2 separate regions of the Hordeum vulgare genome follow, and region 1 is linked to region 2. A link is a contact called in public Hi-C data. All regions are on one chromosome and are shown on one strand. Each heading gives the region's core, a stretch centred on a gene start, on an enhancer-like site or on the middle of the called end of the contact. The rest is flanking DNA. Distances are from core to core; before and after follow the strand shown.

Region 1 (3,247 bases), core at 570-3,069, 35 kb before region 2:
TTGTGTAAAATAAAGCCAAGATACAGGCGTTCGTCGTCGGTAAAATCATGATGTCTCCTTCGTCTACCTTCGTTCGGCGTTTCGCCGGGAGGCTGCTCGGCGTGTGTGTCGTCGAGGAGGATTGGTCCGGGATTTGTCCCAACAACGAGAGGATAGCTAGCATGTGAGGATGTGACAGCAAGCTGCCCCTGCTTCCCGCTGTGCATCGGTGCTTCATTGTGCTCCTAGTCTTTTTTTTTGAAACGAAAGCAAAAGCTTTACCTCATCACATTAATAAAGAAGGGGTTTGAAACACAGTTACGAGGTCCATTACTCCTTCACAAATGACCGACGACCCACAGCCTACTCTCATGGCATGATCGAACTCAGTTTTTTTTTTTGCTCCGGCAAGTATCCAAATCCTTGCTTCGCTCTTAATCGATGCAACCATCATATTTGGCATTGTGCTCCTAGTCATTGGGCACTAGTGGTGCGGGGCGAGAGAGAGACGGCACCGTCCTAGTCTCCTAGAGGTGGCGGCAGCAGCGTAATAGAGAGAGGGAGGGGGACGGATGACGGATCGATGCCGCCGTGCCCGGGAGGAGGGCTGCCGCCTGCAATCTGGCTGGCTCCAATGGCTATGTCTTCCTCCCTTCTTCTACAGTAACAGTGGCTTCGAGTAGGAAAAGAACGCGAGAGCGAGAGCGAGAGAGAGTAATGTGTTCCCTGTAGCGAGAGATCAGTGCGTAAAAGTGTTCCCTGTAGCGCGGCGCGGCTCGCCCGCGACAGCGAGCCCGGGCGGCTCCAGACCCACACGAGGTAGGATCTTGCCGATATTCGCACGTCACGGGCGCACCGCACTGGTGGCGGGCGAGCCGGCGACGGCGAGCCGCCCCTTTCATCGGCGAGGGAGGAGTGGCCGGCACGGAAATCTGCGTTCCGTCAGGTGGTCTGAAACCGACGTACAACGTAGCGATGGAACGTGCAGTGATTTCTGAGTAGAGGGAGGCCGCCATACTTGCTACTACTTGCGCAGGAGCAGGTGCAGGAGTCCGACCGTACTGCAGGTTTGGTCTTCAGCGCCAGTGCACTATGGACATGTAGCATGTCCTAGGTCACAAGACTCAGGGATTTGCAAGTACTGCTGCACGTTGCATAATCCATGTCCCAGGCTCTCTATGAAATCTGATCAGGTCAGGGCCAAATCCACGTTGCTAAAATCGCCGATCGAAGCGACGTCGCCAACCAACACCCTGAAAAGATATTTTACAGCGCAAAGATTATGACGAGTGAAATTGATGGCCTTTGTCAACAAGGCAGGTGCTTGATTATGGGGCACAGTTGCCTATATGTGCAAAGATGTCGACACAAACGGATCGACGGCGCATCAATTGGACATGACATTGACACCGGTGGAACCAACGGTCCGATCATCAGCTAAAACTTGCAAGAAATGGAATTCCACGAATCTACATGTGATGTCTCAGGGTTGGTGCCCAAGCCGTGGGCAGTATGCTTTTGCTGCGGCCGCGCCATATATGTAACTGCCGGACAATAGAGGTCCTTGGGAAGGACTAGCATGTGAGACGAGGACTCATCAATGGCCGGCCGGCGGCTGGGTTTTGGGCGGGCTGCTCGTGCATCGCGCGCGCAGGAGACACACGGCTGACGGCTTGCCGTGTATGGATGAATGTGCTCCTCGAGTCGTTGGACACTGGTGGCGCTGCTGATGCTGAGACGGAGAGAGACACGGCCGGGTAGCCCCCTAGCGCTAGCAGTAGCCGAGAGAGAGAGGGACTGATAGCGCAATCTGACTGCGATGGTTCCCTCTCTTCCTCTAACTCTTAGAATAAGAAAGATAGACAGAGGCAGCGACACACACAACGTCTTCACCCACTGTAGCGGCGCGACGCCGGAGCAGTGTCCGGGAGGGCGACGGGGTATCATCGCCCGCTCGCAAGCTTGCGAACTCGCGTCCTGTCCCCGTCGGGTGGGCCCGGAACAAGTAATCTGTGAGGCCTTCTTTTTTCATGGGATTGCAATACCACATTCACATTGATACAGAGAACTTGATTCTCAATTAAAAAAAAACTTGTTGAAAATAATTTGACATGTACTATCATATTTTGATCTTTCTTTTCGGACGAAGGCTTATGCCCGTCCTTCCTTAAACTAAAGCCCTGTGATATTTTGTTTCCCTTGTTTATTTGCCCAAAAAAACCTGGACCTCACTCGATCCAACTTCGGATCGAATGAATTAACCAAAAATACTGCGGGAGTTTTACCGCAGTATTATTGGTTGATATGGACCATTCGTTAGCACTGAATTAATGACCCTTGTTAATTGGAGGATACCAGAGAACAACTCGAAGCAAAACACCATGGCCAGGCCAGCAATGGAGGGTTCTCCTCCCCGGTTGCACCGGCATTGGCACCAGGGGCCGTTGTAAAAGCATCTATAGCCGAACTTAGTAAATATGATCTCGTAAACGTTCACGGACGCGTCGGATCAATGATCGGGCTTGTCTTTTATTTGTCCGTCTGCAAAGTCATTCTTCTTATTTTCTTCCTTATATGTCCGGTCTCTGACATGACTGGTCGAGAGGAAGAAAGAGAGAGAGAGAGAAATGAATGAATAAATAAAAAGAAAATATGGTTCAGGGTGAGGTCGCGTTCTACGTGGCGGACTGACCGGGCGCATCGGACACGTTCGCGAGCCCTCGTATCCTTCCTACATTTGAGATGAATATGAAGGGTGCCGGTCAGTCCGGATGTTTAGAATGAAAGTGGGGATCCGGTTGGATCAAATTATTTTTGACCGGACACTAATCGGAAGGACGTTCCACACATTTGAGGAGGATCTAGAGGGTGCGGATGTAGATGTTCTAACAATGCGGTTCTATCCTACCCAGACCAGTTAATCATGCACGAACCGAACGGTACGGACGAGCGGGTTCTTGGCAAAGCTTGCATGATGCAGGAGTTGTCAGTTTTGATGAAGAAGACTGTACCGTACGCCTGCACACTCCTGGTCTGCGCCTGTGCTTCGTGGACACGGCGGTAATGGCCAACGTGAGTACGTACAGGGCGGCTTGCGATAATAATTGCCTTGTTGTTAGAGGAGAGATCTCCTGCGACTAAATGCGTCTCCTGTACGTACCACGTCCTAGGTATCAGACCCATATTAGATCTGCAGGCTGGCGCCTCATCAAAAAACTTGACAGAAGACGCAGCCAGCCACAGAAACAATTGCCGTGCCCACGGCCAC
Region 2 (3,421 bases), core at 371-2,870:
TATTCATCCAGGCATGAGGAGGACGTATAGAGCCGGTTTGATGAGGCCGATTAAATTGTAACTAGTACAAATGTCCGTGCATTGCAACAGGCTATAAATTTAATAGAAGTTGGCCCTTGTAAAAAAATTATAATTAATTAATTTCTATGACTAACAGTTTCATTTGCAATTTTATTTTGTTAATTAATGATGGCATATGCATTAGAACATTATTTTTATCTTGCTGATATATGTGTTTGCATTTGTAATCTAAGTGAGTCTTAATTTGGTTGCAAACATAGCTACATCGAAAACAATCAATTTGTAAGTACATGCATACCAAATGTTCGAGGTTGCGTATCAATATCGATATTTTTAAAATAATAATTAGCAAAACAGTTTATATATATGAAAAATCAAAGCTCAGACATTTTTTATGTAAAGCTTGTATAAACAACATTGTATATTTTTTATACATTAGAAACATTTTTTTACGTGTGACATCACAAACATTATTGAGTTTTGATGTCTGATTTTTTTAATATGCATTTTACATATTTTGTATGCATCATGAATATTTTTTATATACATGTTTTACATTATTAAAATACACGATTAACATTTTTGGAAATTTCTATTTTCTATGTCTACTTTGTTCCATACACATTATATATTTTTGTATATGTTTTCTTATACACCGGAAACATTTTCCTATGCACATTTAAAGTCTTTTAAATACACGATCAATATTTTTCAAAATAAAAGAAAAATATATTATTTATTGTCCATACGCATTGTACACTTTTTTGTCTACAAATTTGACATTTCTTTAATCCATGATTAACATGTGTGCAAAGTTTATCGAAATAAAGGCAAAAAAGAAAAAAAATAGAAAAAGTGCGAAATAGAAGAACAAAAAGGTTTGTACATTTTTTTATTATCCATACGCATTGTACATTTTTTTTGTATATGTGCGAACTTTTGTGTCTACAAATTTGATATTTCTTTAATCCATGATAACATGTGTGCAAAGTTTATCGAAATAAAGGCAAAAGAGAAAAAAAATAGAAAAAGTGCGACGTAGAAGAAAGGGTTGCAGTCAGGATTGAATCTGGGTCTCCTGGGTGGGGCGGGGCGCACCCAACCGGTTGGCCTAGCCTGTTGTCGTGGTAAAATACGGGAACGTCAGCCTTTAGAATGAGAAACAAAGAGCCGAATTGAAGTTTAAAAACGAATCGTTTTTGTCACTTACGGATGGTATTGGTGGGTAATTTTGACGAATTTTAAGGGCAAATTTAATGACGTACCACAGAAGCAATAGGTGTTTTATTAGTAGGTAGGTATATATAGGTATAGATAGATATAGATATAGATATTGTGACCGGTCGGATCGTCTGCCGAGACGTACAGGGAGAGCCGGCAGCAGATGCTCCAAAATCCGGCAAGCTCCATTTGTTTGATTTTTCCTTCTTGCACAGTGCCTCGTAGGAAAAGAGAGCTTGTGTAATGCGTTCACTGTAGCGAGGCGTGGCTCGTCCGTGACAGCGAGGCCGAGCGGCTCCTGACCCACACGCACCTCACTAGATCTTGCCGATATTCGCACGTCACGGGACGTCGCTGGCGGCGGGCGAGCCGGCGACAGCCGACAGAGACCCTCTTCGCTCCACATACATACAATACATCATCTTGGCCTCGCCGTTGGCCGACCCTGCCTACCTCCACGCAAACGTCTCGTCGGCGACGCCGACGCCGGAGCAGTGGCCGGGACGGCGACGCGAGCGAGCGCCTCTCGGGGTTGTCATCTTTTGGGAGGAGAAGAAGACCGTACGCTGCAGGTTCGATCTGCGCCTGTGCACCGTCGACATGGTGGTAATGGGTGTTTTTCCACAACGTACGCTACGTACGTACATCGCTTGCAATAATTGCTTAGGAGAGAGATCTCCTGTCCTGCAACTAAATGCGTTCCCTGTAGAGCGTCCTAGGTATCAGGCCCAAAGATCTGCAAAAAGAAAAAGAAAAAATTGAGAGACAACGGAGATTTGCAAGTTGGCGCCCCCAAAAATAAAACACGCAACCAGACAACAAACAATGGCCGTGCCCACAACCACCACCACTCTTCCTCGAGATTACATTCACACTGATGATCCGACTTTAAACGCAAAGCGACCTGACCGATGCACTGGGTAACAACACACGAATGCTCTTTGTAATGTAATCTTCCCGTCCTAAATGCTCTTGATTCTCTCACGTTTGGGTTATCTAGTAAGAAAAATAACCTTCAGGCTAGAGGCCAACTGGCAAACAACCTTAAAACAAAACAATCTTCCCGTAAAAAATTACTACCTCTGTAGCAAAACATAAGACGTTTTTTGCTTTTGCACTTCAAATTTGAATGCAACAACGTCTTACATTTTGGTACGGAAGGAGTAGATGCCAAAGCTCAGGTAGGATAGTAAAATGGCGTGGTCTCTTCACATGTCATCAGACAAACAAGCTCAAGCTCAGGGGCTAGGCTCTCAGTTTGCTCCAACTGCGACCCCTTCAGCTGCAACCATCAATCATCCATGTTCCAGACCCTCCCTGTCATCACCTCATCAGGAGCAAATAAATCCACGCTCGATCAAACGACCAACAAGGCACCAACCAACATAATGAAAAGTTTTTTTTACCACTACAAGCCAGCTAACTCTTCCTGGAAAGGGTTCCCGCCTTTTGTTCACTGGGGTTGATTGGCATTGCACATGCTGTCATACTACAGATGATGATCTCTTCAATCATGCACCCAAGAGATCTGGACTTTCCATCAACCGCGACACGATCCAGAGCTGCCCACTGCACCGTTTTGCACAACTCCTACAGGAAACCATGACCACAATTGACACACAACAAACAGCACAGCGACGGAAAGGCCAGAAACAGTTGGTTCCGTTGCATTTGGAAAACACAAAAGCAGGACCGCCTACGAGTACCCTAATGTCACATTTAATTGCACATGTGCAGACTTCCTTGCAGCACCTCTGATTTCTGTTCCTGGAAAGCATCAAGTACAGTGTTACTATTTTTTGTCTTTTCCCACATAGACGTGTTATTAGAAATTTCAAAACTCCTTAATGTGCTACGTGAAGTCGGGAAGGTTAATGGAATCTAGTTTTCAAACATAACTTGGTGTTGTTCAGTAAAAAATATTCCATACAATCCAAAATTGGATCCAATTTCCACCATCAAGCGATAACTGAACAAGGGGAGTGTTCTTCGGTAATTAAACATGATTTCTTGTTCCTGAATATACAAGTCAAAAGCTCCAAATTACCATTTCCGATATTTAGTTAGATTTGTACCATAAAGCATCTGGCAGGACGATGTACATCTCCTCACTATTCTACAGTGCTGTCGGGTTGTCCATCTTTATTAGAGCTTACACGCTGCAATAGTAAACAGACAA

Evidence for each region. A called contact is a pair of places that touch in the nucleus more often than the background predicts.
Region 1: a contact with region 2 is called in a Hi-C map of leaf, with 2.9 times the contacts expected there. The contact joins two enhancer-like sites. A contact is called at or near these places in 2 of 6 Hi-C or Micro-C datasets (leaf and seedling).

Annotation. Positions count from the first base shown.
Region 1 is chr5H:488,184,518-488,187,764 of MorexV3_pseudomolecules_assembly, reverse strand. No RefSeq gene overlaps it. Among protein-coding and RNA genes, the nearest start is that of LOC123399775, 50 kb to the right of the region's middle. Within about 2 kb of position 1,819, at least 1 of the 3 cell types and tissues checked has open chromatin away from gene starts, as enhancers often do. A contact at or near this core is called in leaf, where this site is marked.
Region 2 is chr5H:488,148,705-488,152,125 of MorexV3_pseudomolecules_assembly, reverse strand. It overlaps LOC123399775 (meiosis-specific protein PAIR2), which reads right to left. Exons shown (of 30, transcript XM_045094158.1): 29 at 3,318-3,401; 30 at 2,069-3,009. The coding sequence ends at 3,354. Among protein-coding and RNA genes, the nearest start is that of LOC123399775, 15 kb to the right of the region's middle. Within about 2 kb of position 1,620, at least 3 of the 3 cell types and tissues checked have open chromatin away from gene starts, as enhancers often do. A contact at or near this core is called in leaf, where this site is marked.